3 separate regions of the Canis lupus genome follow, and regions 1 and 2 are each linked to region 3. Evidence: chromatin contacts called from public Hi-C data. All regions are on one chromosome and are shown on one strand. Each heading gives the region's core, a stretch centred on a gene start, on an enhancer-like site or on the middle of the called end of the contact. The rest is flanking DNA. Distances are from core to core; before and after follow the strand shown. Region 1 overlaps ITPR1 (inositol 1,4,5-trisphosphate receptor type 1). Region 2 overlaps ITPR1 (inositol 1,4,5-trisphosphate receptor type 1). Region 3 has its middle 40 kb from the start of BHLHE40.

What was found. Hi-C and Micro-C count contacts between places; a contact is called where the count stands out from the background.
Region 1: a contact with region 3 is called in a Hi-C map of blood, with 5 times the contacts expected there. The contact joins two enhancer-like sites. A contact is called at or near these places in 3 of 9 Hi-C or Micro-C datasets (amygdala and blood).
Region 2: a Hi-C map of blood shows a contact between it and region 3, with 2.7 times the contacts expected there. The contact joins two enhancer-like sites. A contact is called at or near these places in 3 of 9 Hi-C or Micro-C datasets (all in blood).

The regions. Positions count from the first base shown.
Region 1 is chr20:12,835,677-12,838,895 of UU_Cfam_GSD_1.0, reverse strand. All of the region lies in intron 59 of ITPR1 (inositol 1,4,5-trisphosphate receptor type 1), which reads left to right. Among named protein-coding and RNA genes, the nearest start is that of BHLHE40, 110 kb to the right of the region's middle. Within about 2 kb of position 1,830, at least 12 of the 20 cell types and tissues checked have an H3K27ac peak or open chromatin away from gene starts, as enhancers often do. A contact at or near this core is called in blood, where this site is marked.
Region 2 is chr20:12,935,084-12,938,279 of UU_Cfam_GSD_1.0, reverse strand. The region is part of intron 39 of ITPR1 (inositol 1,4,5-trisphosphate receptor type 1); the gene reads left to right. Among named protein-coding and RNA genes, the nearest start is that of ITPR1, 200 kb to the left of the region's middle. Within about 2 kb of position 1,884, at least 11 of the 20 cell types and tissues checked have an H3K27ac peak or open chromatin away from gene starts, as enhancers often do. A contact at or near this core is called in blood, where this site is marked.
Region 3 is chr20:12,681,789-12,684,777 of UU_Cfam_GSD_1.0, reverse strand. No RefSeq gene overlaps it. Among named protein-coding and RNA genes, the nearest start is that of BHLHE40, 40 kb to the left of the region's middle. Within about 2 kb of position 1,662, at least 14 of the 20 cell types and tissues checked have an H3K27ac peak or open chromatin away from gene starts, as enhancers often do. A contact at or near this core is called in blood, where this site is marked.

The DNA.
Region 1 (3,219 bases), core at 581-3,080, 150 kb before region 3:
GCATAATGCTTTCCAGCTTACGGGACGCCTTCTCACACCTATTTGATCCTTACAGTAGCTCCTCCTTAGGGGCAGCCCATGATCTCTTTCTCAAGAGAAACAGAGACCCCAGTTGGTTAACTGACACCTTCACTGGCGCACTGTCCTCAAACACACTGGGGGCTTGTGACCTGAAGTCCTTAGCACCTGATTCAGGTCATCACTCTTCCTGCTGACAAACTCATGTCACAAGGCTGTGGTAGAAAGGCACCTGTGAAATGTAGAGATACCGTATGTGGTTTGAGTTCACTGAACTTTGGAACAGAGGAAAGTGGATCTTTGGACTTGGGACTGGCCAACAAATTCCAAGTGTGGGATCCCTTGTTTTTAGTGAACTTTATTTTTTATAGCAGTTTTAGGTTTACATAAAAACAGCAGAAAGCACAGGGTTCCCGTATATTGCTCCCTTCCTACCTCCCCTCCCCACACTCACACACATAGTTTCCCCTCTTATTAACATTTTTTATTACTGCGGTGTATTTGTTCTAACTGATGAACCAATATATGACACATGATTAAATACAGACCAGTTTACGTTAGGGCTCACCCTTGGTGTTGTACCTTCTACAGGCTTTAACAATTATACAGTGACCTGTATCCAGCACTACAGCAGCAAACAGAAGAGCTTCACTGCCCTAAAAATCCTCTGCGCTCCACCAAGACGTCCTTCCCTCCCCCCAGCCCCTGATCTTCTTACTGTGTCCATAGCTGGCATCCATTTTTTTAGTTTAGTTGTTTTTAATGTATAATATTTGCTATAAATAGCAATTTTAGAATCACTGAGCAGAGTTAGAGATCATTATCACCGTTTCTCACCCAAAGCAACAGATTCTGGGTTTTGTTTTGCTGTGGTCTCAGAAAAGTGAGCCCTAAAAATGAATTATTTTAGTCCCCTTCAGTAAAAAAAAGTCACCCCTCCCCACCAAAGGGGCAAGTAATCTGAAGTTCATGAAGTGTCCTGTATTCTTGCTTTTGGAAAGTTAAGGATTACCCGCAGTCCTCCCCTGCACCCCTGCCTCCTCTAGTCACTCCTGTCCCCTGCGGTCCCAGGCTTTCTGGGAAAACCTGGTTTGTCATCCTGCTCAGTAAGATGAGTAGACACACATCTGTCATGTGAGTTGAAGGGACAGTCTTTACCTTTCTGAATCTCCTCAGAGGGGACTGGGAGAGACAAGCCACAGGTCTCCTTCCCCAGGACCCATCTTCTCTCCCCCACCATCTCTCTTGCCCTCCTGCCCCCCACTGTGCCCCCCACCGAGAGATCCAAAATCTCTAGTCCGGCTATTTCAACAGTAAATGCTCCACTGTTTACATGGTAAACAAACTGCTACCTGAGCAGACTTTCTCCGAGGAAGGTAATTGATTACCTCAGTCGTCTTTCTTAGAACAGCCTCTTCAGTTGAACCTGGGAAGAAGAAAAAAAAAAAAACCTCTTCTCAGAATGATTAGCATTTGCATCATACAATCCAACTTCCTCTCCTCCTCCTCTCTGTCTCTCACACTCTCTCACACACACACACACACACACACACACACACACACCCTCCTTCTTTCCAGTCAAGGACATTTCAAGAGGTCAGTACCGCCCCCGTGTCTAAAACTTCAATGTTTGCCTTTGCAGGGACTTTTCCAACTTTACCTAGAAAAGAACTAACCAGAACTTTAGCACTTGTGGTCAGCCTGCTTCCGGCTGTGGCTTCAGTCAGTTTGTCTGCTCTGACAGAGGAAGCGCTTGCTGTGCCGGGAACTGCACTGGCTGGATTGTAGGAGGACCAGGGCAGACGGTGCCTAACGACATTGGTATGCGAGATGCCAGCAGCAAGGAGAGCCAGGCAGGCACGGGGGACGTCTCAGGCCCAGAGCGACAGATGCTGCTGACAGACGCTCCCTGAACCCACAGCCTCCCCCAACTCCACCCTCCTGCACACACACACACACACACACACACGTGTGCACACACACTAAATTCACGTACAGACAAAATGCCAGTTGAAGATGATTTCCTCAAAAAATGCAGAAGCCAAGACACTGAGCCGTGTTTTGGATCTTCAGTGCACATAAAGGCAGGATGCTGCAAACGCTTCGAGGCCTCCAGACTGACCAGCTGGAGCACCGTGTACTGCAGGCTCCCCTGGAATCCTAGAGCACTCAAGCAGGCGCACCATCTCCTATGAAAGTCCAAGCTAAATACAAAGTGATTGGATTCAAGTGTTCTCTGCCCCTGTACTAGTAATTGGGATCGTCTAAGCATTTTCCCTTCGAGACTTAGATTCTCTACGGAGGGAGATGCAGTCGGTGAGCAACCTTACACTGCACCAGAGCTTATCCTACTGTGCAGGGTGCAAAATCAAATGGAAGCTGAGAGAACAGTGTGGCTAGAATTGCTAATTAATTATAACCACTAGGTACTCCTTGGTAATTTGAGATTTGACTTAACAGCTCGGGATGATTATTTAATTAAAATACTGGCAACACGGAGGATTTCAGATTTGGGGATTTACCTGCTTCAGTGCAGAAAAGCTAAAAATACATGCCATCCGGACTACTTGAATTTCTGCAGTTGAGCTGCTTTCCGGTGGTTTAGGATTTTAGTGGGATTCCCCCATCTTAGATCGCATTGTTATGTATCAGAGTTGGAGGAAAGCACTGAGGGAGAAGCTGTGTGGCGGTAGCCAGAAAATATCAGAAATATCAGCCAGAAATCCTTTTCCAGCTCTGCACTCAAGGACTCCACTGAGCTGGAGAATGAAGGTTTATCCCTAGGATCAGGGTATGTGGCCTAAAGTGGCCTCAGGCAAATAGGACATTTCTTTCAAATCTTGGATTTAACTTTTAAAATTTGATTAAATGTCATGTTCTTTGTAGGGCATATTTTGAGTTTAACATAAAAATATTTTCAATAATTTACCATTCAGTGAAACGGGCATTCTAAAAAAAAGATGCATTATTTTCTGTCTGTGGCATTATATACCCTTGGGCCGGACCTTCATGCCCCAGGATGATGGGTGTCTCACTCATGGAAGCCCAAGTAAAGCAAAAGCAAAGGGGATCTGAGTGCATCATCATAGCCACTGAGACGATGAGCACAGCAGCCCATAGCAGTCCTCCTAATACTGGTGGACCACACTCATTCATCCGGCAGGTCACAGCTTGGGAGGGGAGGCTCTCAGAAGTGAAGAA
Region 2 (3,196 bases), core at 635-3,134, 250 kb before region 3:
TCCTGGCTGGGAGTTTATTGCTTGCTTATGGAAAGATTCCACAGTTGGAGCAGGTGTGTTTATAATTATACTCTAGGAAATAGAATACTGTCTGTTTATAAAAGAAGAATGTTCTGGCAGCCACTTGGATTCTTTGAAAATTCCCTGAGGAAGCAACTGCGGATCCCCTCTTCGTTGTTGCCCCTGGCAACCGTCAGAACCCTGGGACACCAGCACTATGTCCCCAGTCCCGCAGGCTGTTGGATCTGGTCCTCTAAACAGAGATGGCTGATTGGCCTTTTTCATCAATGGCTGTTCTAGAAACTAAGCAGCTCCTGTGTTTTCTCCTCTTACCAAGCTTTTTGTCAGTGTATGCTGGTGGAAACCTGCAGTCCACAGCTGGAGTTTCAGCAGAAGTTTAATGAGAGTTCTTGCTGGCTCAGGATACAGGCAAAGCCTCACACCTAGCTTGCAAACCAGTGTTCAATTCTAAACATTGTGGGGAATCACCCCTGAAATAGTGTGAGGCATATATGGTGATCCCGTGAAACCCTGATTGGGGGAGGACCACTGCCTTTTGATGATAGAGGCCACTTGGGCATCTCAAGGAAGGAGATGTACTGTGAAAGACTCGTGAAAAAGCATAGTGCCTCCGTGTCTCTTGTCAGTGCTCTGAGAAATCAGGGTGAAATGAGGACAGAGTTCGGAGTCTCTGTAAGGAAAGGTCATGGTATGGAGCCCTCCTAGTTGTCTTCTAGGACAAAATTTCATTTGAAACCAGGAAGAGGAGGGTTTTTTCTTTTTTAATGTTTATAGCTTGATCAATTGCTATATATGTATACACACAAATCAAGATAGGAGATGTTTCCATCATCCCCAGAAGATTCCCATGTACTCACTTCTGGCTTTAAACAGATACCAATTAATGCTAAAGACATCCAATATATGACTAATATTTGAGTGCCTGTTACCTTCCAGGCATGGTGTGAGGGGGTATGAATATGTTGGTGCCTCCAAGTAGACATAGCATTTGCCCTTCTGAAATTCACAGTTTTGTGGAGGAGATGGGCAGCAGTACAAACTAATGTTCAGTGGCAGCTGTCAATCATGAGAATTGCTAGAATGGAGAAGTGCAGGGGGTTGAACACCTATAGTTTGGGAACTTCTGCCCGAACAGGAAAGTCAGGTAACAAGCACCAGGTGGATAGCACCAGCAGGTAATCGTGTGAATCACCTTTCTAAACTGTAAAGTGCTGTGCTCACGGAACAGATGATTTCAATCCAATACTCAAACCTGAGGTGGAAGTGGTAGGCAAAACAGTAATCCACCTCATTTTCATGTATGTGTCTGTTGAAGGGAATGGTATGTTTAGAAAGTATGTGCTCAGTGGGACATGCTGCATTTCTTCATGTCTGAGATATGATCCCCATTTAATCATTGTCACTTGGAACCATGAAATCTCCAGAGCCTCTGGTGTCAGCTAGCAACATGGCCTTCCTGCATTGCAACAGAAAAGCTAGAGTGGCATTCCCACTTGTTCAGGGTGGCTGCAGCCTGCTTAAAGTGAGCCCTCAATTTATCCCACCTTGAGGTGCTTCTGCAAGCAAAGTATGCTACTGATGGAGAATTTTGTAAAATTCAGGGGGAGTGGTGGTGGGGGGGGGGGGGGAAGAAACACAAGAATTATTAAATTTCACCTTCAGGGGGCGTTCTCATGACATCCAACCCAGGCTAGAGGTGTCCTACTTTTTTACATTGCTGTGAACTGCTGGGTTGGGCACCTGCCAACATTCAGGCGGCAGTTACATAAGAGCTGCTTTTTTTCCTGGAATTTAGGCTCACTGCTGATGTGTGACCTTCAGCAGTAATTGCCAATAAATGCAGCGGGGCTGTTTACTGTTAGACACTAGCAACCATAGAGCAAGCAAGCTCCACTCAGAGCGCACAGAAGCTATTGCAGGAGGATTTGGGGGAGTTATGTGTGTGTGCGTTTTGATACTGAGATTATTACACAATGACTGAAATTGTATAGTTTAGTCAAGTTAGAATGTGTTTTTTAAAAATGAATTTTGCTATTAAGTTCCAATGAACGTGTTCTGTAAAGGTGAAACTACATCATTGGGACTAAATTTTTACTTCTTTGTTTCTAAAAACAAATGCCGTTAATAAAGGACATTGTGTTAGCAGATGTGAAAGTTTAAAATTGTTCTGAAATGCTAGATCACATATTTTAACTCAATTTTCTTTAAAGCTTTCTCATCTCTTAAGGTGGGTTTGCAAAGGCTCAGGAAGGATGGGTCCCAGCAAACATATTTGCAAGTGTGTTCACTGTTGGCTGGTTGGTTGATTTCCCTCCTCTGAGGTTTTGAGTGGGTGAAAAGGAACTGGAGGCCGATTCAAGGGTACTGGAGTTCATATGTTCCCTTTGATGTGCTGAATATGAGGGCTATAACATATTTGCATTTCTTGAACTGTATTCAGCTTCTGCTGGGGATGGTCCATGGAAGGAGACTTCATCTTTCAAAAGAAAATTCTAGAAGCTCATGGTTAATGGAATGATTTATGTTGATGGCAGCAGAAGACAAAAGGTGTTTTTGTTTGTTTTTGGTTTTTTTACAAGGCTGTGGTCTGTGCTAGCCTGTTGGAGGCATACATGAAGTGTACGTAGGTATGTGAGTGGGTGCTGTTGTACATACACCGGAAATAGTAACTCTAGGAAGACTCAGAGCTTTTTTTTTTTTTTTAAGATGAGAAGGTATGGTTTCCTTTGTTTATAGTAAAAATTCATCCTTCAATAAAATGTTAGGTATGTTAGATATTACAAACAAGTGTGTCAGTTTCTTACAAACACATACCTGGCTACTATTAAAATACCATAGTTTTGGTGCCTTAATTTGTGGCTGCTTGGGATTCAGTGACTTGAGATTCATTTTGATTTTTTTTTTAAAGAATTTATCTATTCATTAGAGACAGAGAGCAGAGACATAGGCAGAGGGAGAGGGAGGCCCCCCATAGGGAGCCTGATGTGCAATTTGATCCCAGGACCCTGGGATCACTACCTGGGCCAAAAGCAGACACTCAACTGTTGAGCCACCCAGGGATCCCTTGAATTTCTATTTCAAAGATAGTCATTTGAAATCTTTTTCCTCTGGTTAGATTTGCTGACCTAATCTAAAAGCCCTGGGAAGACATAAGATCAGTGAAGAAATATGAAAA
Region 3 (2,989 bases), core at 413-2,912:
ACGTTCACTGTGTTGTATAACTCTCACGACCATCTATTTCTAGAATATGTTCACCCTCCCAGACAGACACTGTAGAGCCATCAAAATAACTCCCATTCCCTCTTACCACCCCAGCTCCTGATAATCTCTATTTTACTTTCTGTCTATAAATCTGTCTATGCCAGGTAACTCATAAAAGTAAAACCCTACAAAATGTGTCCTTTTGTGACTGGTTTAACTCACTTAGCATAATGTCTTCAAGTCATCCATGTTATAGCATGTGTTGGGTTGTTTCCACTTTTTGGCTATTATGTGTGGTTTAGGTTTGTGTCCTTAAAGTCTACTTTTTTTTTTTTTTTAAGTGGTTAAAAGGTTTTCTGTGGGGAAAAAGAAATATGCCTCTAAACTGGGACTAAGACGAGTGTTGTGGAGATGAAGTTAGATCCTTGGTAGCAAAGTGGTTTCTAAACTCCAAAATGTCCTATAAAAATATTCTCACCTTGTTTATAATATTTGCTTAGCAACTTTTTTTCTCTCCTTGGAGAAAAAAAGGAACCCTACCTTTGCCTGCTTTCATATTATAATAAATCTTAGATGGAAACAGCACAAATGAATGAGGTTTTTTCCTGGGATGTTTGTGTACACTGCCCTCTCTCTGTTCTTTCCAAAGCAGAGTGCAATCATATTGAATGCCTACTACAGACGGGGATATGATTCTACTAAGTATTAAACTACTAGCTGTAGGACATGGACAAGTTACTTTACCTCTTTGTACCTCCATTTCTTTATCTGCAAAGCGTGGATCAAAACGATGGAACCCACCTCAGAGAATAGAGACTATCAAATGTGGTAAAGTAACTCTAGAGGATTTAGCCCAGTGTCTGACCTAGGGTGGGCGTTCAGTGAAAGTCAGCTGCGTTTAAATTATTATTCTAGATTTCTTATTCCTTCTTCAGGATTATTTGTGCTCTGATCTTCTCAATCATTACTAACACATAATTAAAGACTGAATGCCTGGTCTCATTGCAGTAGAAAAAAAAAAGCATCAGTTCAATGCACACTCTAGGTGCTCCGTATAAACTTGCCTAAGTGACTTAAAACAATCACTGCTTCACAGAATGTGGATGAAGCCAGTGAATATTCTAAAGAGAATCCTAAGAAATTGCTCCAAAGGGACGCCTGGGTGGTTCAGTGGTTAAGTGTCTGCTTTCCACTTAGGTCACGATCCAGGGGTCCTAGGATGGAGTCCCCTACGGGGTTCCCCGCAGGGAGCCTGCTTCTCCCTCTGCCTATATCTCTGCATCTCTCATGAATGAATAAATAAAATCTTAAGAAAGAAAGAAACTGCTCCATAGAAAGATAAGAAAAAAAAAAAAACAATAATTCAGAGGATTGAAAAGTCTGTTTTGCCAGGCACATTCCGTCTTAGGACTCCTCTTTCTATTTGGGCTGGAGCAGTGGGGGGGGGGGGGGGGTGCTGTTTCCAAGCCCTTTGGGCAAGGGTGCTTGGAGTCTTGACAATCCTGTATGACAAGGAAGGTGGCCCAGCAGGGCGTCCCCAGGGGAGAGCCCAGGACCTGCAGCCCCATGTCACTGGGCCGGCTGGTGGTTTCCTGAGCTGGTCCGGGTCACTTCTCGGGCAGGTTGGCCTCACCCAAGCTGCCAAGATGCTGTGGTCTCCATGACAACAGAGCGCGAACCGGAGATGCAGCTAGCGAGTGGTGTCATCCTCCGAAACCAAAAGCCCCCGCCCCCACACCGCCGGGCCGGCCGCAGGCAGTGGAATTCTTCTGGGAAGGCGGCTGACGTCGCCGGCGGCCGCTGCCCCGGTCCGGGCCGCGCTGATGCAAGCACAGCCCCGCGCCTGCAGGCGGGCAGCCCCCTGGGAGAGCTGGCGCAGCGCTCCGTCTTGTTCCCTTCCGGCCGCCCCGCCCGGCTTTCCCTGTGAGGAGTCAACAGCTCCTGGGTGGCTCCTCACCGAAAGGCCCGGGGGCGGGGGGGGGGGGGGGGGGGACAAATGAAAAATGTGTCTTTGCCTAAACCAGTTCTTCCCCTCCCTCTGCTCTTCCCAGGCTTCCCGAGCGAGCGTCCCAAGCTGACCACGTGCGGCTCAACATGAAGGGCGCTCTGGCCCCCGGGGGCGACCGGGAGGTGGCCCGGGTCGCCTACGAGACCTGGGGGCCAGCTGGGGCCAAGGAGGCCGCCCCGATCGCGAGGGGAGCTCGGGTCTGCGTGGGGAGGTCGAGGGCCCGGAGCGCAAGGTGTCCGGCCAGGGCCGGTCTCCATCGCCCTCTGCTGGGCAAACGCGGGATTACGCTAAGGTTCCCGCTGGGACCTCCCACGCACTTGGGGTGGGGATGGGGGCGGGGAGCGGGGGTGGGGCTGGAATATTAGGGAGCGCGCTCCTCCCACCGGGAAACTGAGGCTCAGAGAGGGCAGGGGACCTATCCACCGTCCCGCAGCTTCTCTAGGACCAAGGTGGGGCCAGAAGTCACATGGACACCCTCGCTGCACAACCTCTGTGTTATTTAAACTGAGAAGTCTTCCCACCCGGGACAGATCGTTGAGAACTTGCTCTACAGGCCACTGCGCTGTGAGGCCCTTCTCCATCACGCCTCACAGCACCGGCCCTCGCGGCCTGGGGACGCCCACCCTTCCAGGGGTCTGAACGCCAAAACTAGTTCCATGACCATAGCAAGAGGGTATCTGCCTTTGTCGCTGTTTCTCTCCCAAGTTAGAGTTTCCCAAAGACCCCGAGACACGGGGTGCTGCAACGGACTGCAGAAGCAGATACGGGAATCCAGCTGTCTTCTATTAAAGCAGACATTTAAAGAAGATTTGCAAAAATGTGCCATTCCGCTCATTAGTTCCATTTGTTTTAGAAAATAGAGCTACTCTCCTCAAACGTATGTCAATATGTCAAATTTACTATTTTCCATGAACTGGCAATATTTTTAAAAGTTATTTGTCTTAACTTCTAGAATGGCAACTCCGGGTAGATACAGCTTAG